Regions from separate parts of the Sus scrofa genome. Here region 2 is linked to region 1. The links are chromatin contacts, called in public Hi-C maps. All regions are on one chromosome and are shown on one strand. Each heading gives the region's core, a stretch centred on a gene start, on an enhancer-like site or on the middle of the called end of the contact. The rest is flanking DNA. Distances are from core to core; before and after follow the strand shown.

Region 1 (2,700 bases), core at 89-2,588:
TTTGTGCTGGATATTAGATTCCAGTTATAAGTGATATCATATGGTATTTGTCTTTGTCTTTCTGGCTCATTTCACTCAGTATGAGATTCTCTAGTTCCATCCATGTTGCTGCAAATGGCATGATGTCATCCTTTTTTATGGCTGAGTAGTATTCCATCGTGTATATATACCACATCTTCCGAATCCAATCCTCTGTCGATGGACATTTGGATTGTTTCCATGTCCTGGCTATTGTGAATAGTGCTGCAATGAACATGCGGGTGCATGTGTCTCTTTTAAGTAGAGCTTTGTCCGGATAGATGCCCAAGAGTGGGATTGCAGGGTCATATGGAAGGTCTATGTATAGATTTCTAAGGTATCTCCAAACTGTTCTCCATAGTGGCTGTACCAGTTTACATTCCCACCAACAGTGCAGGAGGGTTCCCTTTTCTCCACAGCCCCTCCAGCACTTGTTATTTGTGGATTTATGAATGATGGCCATTCTGACTTGTCAAAATCCCTAGTCTTACACTGGGATCCTTCAGATAAGGTGTGGGAAAGAAAGTCCAGACTCACACCTTTGAATTTCTTTGCCATGCTGCTCAACATACACAATATAAAACATGTTTTAAGGGAGTTCCCATTGTGGCTCAGCAGGTTAAGAACCTGAGACAGTCTCCATGATGATGCTGGTTCTATCCCTGGCCTTGCTCAGTGGGTTAAGGATCTGGTGTCGTCACAAGCTTCAGCATTGCAGATGTCACTCAGATCCAGCATTGCTGGGGCTGTGGTGGAGGCCAGCAGCTCCAGCTCTGATTGGACCCCTCGCCTGGAAACATCCATATGCCACAGGTGCGGCCGTGTGAAAAAAAAAGAAAAAGGAAGTTTTAAAACTTAGCCCTTAGTAAGTGAAAGGGATGTGAGGTCTTTGGACTGTGAGAGCAGATGCTGATCATAACTGATTGATTTCAGGTTTGGAAGGAGCACCCAGGCAAGTCCTATGCTAACTCCGAGGACCAATTCCCTCTCTCCCCAGCTACCCTGGGGTCAGCTAGTATTGTCTTCATTGTCAGAAGGAACTGGTTGCTTGTGTTTTTTAAGGCCCAGTCCATATTTTGCCCTTGGCGAGTTCAGGTGGTGTGAAGTTTCTAAGCTAAGAACAACTCAGGAGTGAATATGGAAACATTTTCTTCAAAAAACTGAACAGCTGGATTCAATGTTCGCAAATACTCTGGCTAAAGGATTCATTATTTACATATTTGGTTTTGGAAAGAGACTTCAAAAGAGAGGTAGTAAAAACGGACAACCCGCGAGGATTTTTTAATTGAAGATTAGTAAGAGGGCGCCCTCTGCTGGCTAAACCTGTATAGCGATTAAGAGTTGATGTGCTTCCCTTAAGTTTTTACTGGTGTGGGCAAACGGATCGTTCACAGTTTGTTCATCATTTCAGCTAACAACTCAGATTCTTTTGGAACTGGTCTAGGGGACCTGTAATGCCCAGCCCCAATCACAGGTGTTTCTGTTTCAGTCTTTGGTGGTAGTCTTTCATATTTCTCAAACACAATAGCTCTAAGAATCAGCTCCAGCCAAAACCAGCCCCCAAATACCTACTGCATCTTAGCTCCTTTGTTTCCTTTCTATCTTTTGCCCTCCACCTCCCTTCCTCCTCTCTGCCAGCAAAATAAAATACAGCAAATCTTTGCTCAAAAGAAAGAGCTCCTGATGGAAAGTGAGAAGGAGGGAACAAAACCCTTATCTCTAGCGTATCTTCACCTGGCTGGTGAAGCCTGGGCCCCAGGCTTGGGTTAGGTACTCAAGAAGAGCTGTGAATCCCATTAGCATCTAGTGATGGATTCTGGAACAGGCACCGTGGGAATAGACGATTTGGTGAATGGGAGACCTGAGGCTGCAGAACCGAAGCGGTGGTTACATGGGAGGAGAAAGGGGAATGTATCTGTGAGACTTTTTGTTTGTCAACAATAAGTGTCAGGCTCTGGGTGACACCTGGGACATGCTAATTCTGTTTCTTGCTTTTCCTCTCTACAATTTTTTTTTTTTTTTTGGTCTTTTTTGGCTGCACCCTCAGCATATGGAAATTCCCAGACTAGGGGTCAAAAGGGAGTTGCAGCTGCTGGCCTATGCTACAGCCACAGCAATGCGAGATCAGAGCCTGTGACCCACACTGCAGCATGTGGCAATGCTGGATCTTTAACCCACTAAGTGAGGCCAGGGATCGAACTTGCATCCTCATGGAGACTCTGTCCCGTCCTTAACCCACAGAACCACAATGGGAACAACATTTCACCTGCTTTTCTAAGGCCCCCACTCCTCTCTGCTGCACACAGAGAACCCAGGCCCATCAGCATGGCCACGAGGCAGCTTCTCTTGACCAGTCCTGGGTAAACTTTCTTCTACTCACCTTATTTCTTCTGTTTATGCCTTATTAGGGCACTAACAAATCACTTGACTCACAGATTTACCAAAAGACATTTGTAGGCTTTTATTCTTCTCTAAAATGCCTCCTGACCTTGGCATTTCTATGCTGCTTGATAGTGTTGAGTATTTTTCATGGATGCCTTAAGTTTCCATTTGTTAGACATTGCCTTGTACTTATTTGAAATCTCTCCCTCAGCATAATACAGTATCTTTTATTGGAAATATACTCCCTTAACAGAATAAATCTGTATAAATTAGAAGTTTGGGGCATTCCCTGGTGGCTTA
Region 2 (2,700 bases), core at 91-2,590, 42 kb before region 1:
TTCAGATGACAGGACCTCCTTGGGAGGCATCATGAAGGATGAAACATTTTCATCCAAAGGAGAGTTATAAGGAACCATTTAAGTAATGAAATTGAACTATATTTGAAACTGAATTGGACACTTTTTTTCCTATAATTTAACAGTTGTGGTTTTAAAATATGTCCACCAGGAGTTCCCATTGTGGCACAGCAGAAACAAATCCAACTAGGAACCATGAAGTTGCGGGTTTGATCCCTGGCCTCGCTCAGTGGGTTAAGGATCTGGTGTGGCCCTGAGCTGTGGTATAGGTCGCAAACATGGCTCGGATCCTGCGTTGCTGTGGCTGCGGTATAGGCCAGCAGCTATAGCTCTGATTTGACCCCTAGCCTGGGAACCTCCATATGCTGCAGGTGTGGCCCTGAAAAGCAAAAAAATAAAATAATCAAATATGTCCACCAATTCTTTGCTATGTCCCCCTTCAAATATGACACCTACTACTACTTCCCTTGAATGTAGGTCAGGCTGTGTGTGTGTGTATCTTTTTAGGGCTGGCATATGGAAGTTCCCAGGATAGGGTTCAAATTGGAGCTGCAGCTGCTGGCCCACACCACAGCCACAGCAACCCGGATCCCAGCTGCGTGTGTGACCTACACCACAGCTCACAGCAAGGCCAGATCCCATATGGGTCAGACTTACTACCTGTTTCCAATGAGGAGAACGTGGCAGAAGTGTTTCTCTATAACTTGCGAGGCTAGATCATAGTAAGGACAATTTCTACCTGGGTCTCTCCCTCTTGGATCATTGGATTACTCATTCTGGGGAAAGCCTGCCACAATGTTACAAGGACAGGAAAGCTGTCTTGTGAAGAGGTTCATATATGGAAAACGCAGGCCTCTCATCAACCAGCACCAACTAGCAACCAGGGAGGCAAGCTGCCTTGGCAGCAGATCCTCCAGCCCTAGACACGGGACTACAGTCCAGACAATGCTGACTGAAACTTTGTGAGTCCCAGGCCAGGAATGCCCAGCTAAACTGCTCTCAAAGTCCTGACCCACAGAAATGAGAACTGTTTATTATTGAGTTCCTAAGTTTGGGGGAATTTTGCTACACAGTAATAGACAGCTTATACATGGGTGAAAACTCCAGAAATCAGTAAGAGACCTACATTTTCTAGGCATACTCAAACTGTAGTGAGTTAGAAAGTGTCCCTGCTGCGTATGTGTGTGTTCCTATTCTGGAAAGTATGTGGTTTCTTATTAGGCCAAGAACATGAGGAAGGGGAGAACACAACTAGCCACACTGTAGTGTTGTCTAAGGGGAAAAAAGAAAGCCACTAAGGAGGAGGTGGATATATTACAGACTCAGAAGAAACTGCAGGGAACTCAAAAACAGGAAGTGGCAGTTAGACCCAAGATGGGACTGAAGTTAAGGGAGAGAAAGCTGTCAGGGCCAAGTATCCACTGAATCCGGCTCTTTCTCTCTGAGGCTCCAGGACCTACTGTTTCCTAGTCACCCTCCTTCAATTAGCTGCATTGATCTGCTTCTCTTTTGAGAGCAGCTCCCTCTGATTACTGGCCCCCAAACAGTGGCATTGGCTCTGAAACTTACATGACACCTTACAAGTTCAATGCTCTTACCTAAATGACCAAGTCTCAATTAAAAATAGAACCATCATATGATCCAGCAATCCCACCTCTGGGTATAGAGCTAAAGGAAATGAAATCATTGTCTCGAAGAGATATCTATACTCCCATGTTCACCAAAGCACCATTCATAGTAGCCAAGAGATGGTGTCTGTTGATGGATGAGAAGATAAAGAAAACGTGATACACAAATACACCACACACAACCACTCAATGGAGTATTATTCTGCCTTTAAAAAGAAGGAAATCCTGCCATTTGTGACAACATGGATGAACACGGGGGATATTAAGTAAAATAAGCCAGACAGAGAAAGACAAATGCTTCATGATCTATCTCACTTATATGCGGAATGTAAAATAGTTGAATTCAAAGTATCAGTGAGTAGAATGGTGGTTACCAGAGCTGGAGGATTGGGGAAAACAGAGAGATACTGGTCAAAGGATACAACTTTTAATTATGGGATAAATAAGTTCTGGAGACCTAATGTACATACAGCACTGGTGACTATAGTTAATAATGATGCATACTTTACTCTGCTGAGATATTTCAAGCATTCTCACCACACACACAAAAATGGTAACTAAGTGACATGAGGTGTTAATTGTCTTGGTTGTGGTCATCATTTCACAATGTATACATTTATCAAACATCACACTGTACACCTTAAATATATATAATTTTTATTAGTCAATCATACTTCAATAAGGGGGGAGAGAAAACATATGACCCAGTCTCTCAAAGTTCTGATCTAAATTCTTAGGAGGCAGAGTCTGACTCGGCTTAATCTGGTATAGAGTGGATTCAAACAGCGGTAGGCAATGAGATAGAGAAGATACCTGTATTACCCTGTCAACACTCTCTAACAAGTGTAGCAAATTTTATAAAGAGAAAGGACAAGGATAGGGAGGAACTTTCTGACAGACAAAATGCTGGCATCAGAGTGTGTGTGTCTGTGTTTTTAAAATTGCATGAACTCTTCACTCGTGAGCCTGCTAACAGCCACAATACCTTTGGCCTCCACTTCACCTCCATTTGAATCACCCTCCTGAATACGCACATCTCACACTGCGTATAGTT

What was found. A called contact is a pair of places that touch in the nucleus more often than the background predicts.
Region 2: a contact with region 1 is called in a Hi-C map of alveolar macrophages, with 2.1 times the contacts expected there. The contact joins two enhancer-like sites. A contact is called at or near these places in 12 of 47 Hi-C or Micro-C datasets (alveolar macrophages, blood, embryonic fibroblasts and 3 more).

Annotation. Positions count from the first base shown.
Region 1 is chr5:59,715,604-59,718,303 of Sscrofa11.1, reverse strand. All of the region lies in intron 1 of LOC110260737 (a long non-coding RNA gene), which reads left to right. Among named protein-coding and RNA genes, the nearest start is that of CDKN1B, 19 kb to the left of the region's middle. Within about 2 kb of position 1,338, at least 6 of the 83 cell types and tissues checked have an H3K27ac peak or open chromatin away from gene starts, as enhancers often do. A contact at or near this core is called in alveolar macrophages, where this site is marked.
Region 2 is chr5:59,757,706-59,760,405 of Sscrofa11.1, reverse strand. The region is part of intron 2 of GPR19 (probable G-protein coupled receptor 19); the gene reads right to left. Among named protein-coding and RNA genes, the nearest start is that of GPR19, 9.2 kb to the right of the region's middle. Within about 2 kb of position 1,340, at least 11 of the 83 cell types and tissues checked have an H3K27ac peak or open chromatin away from gene starts, as enhancers often do. A contact at or near this core is called in alveolar macrophages, where this site is marked.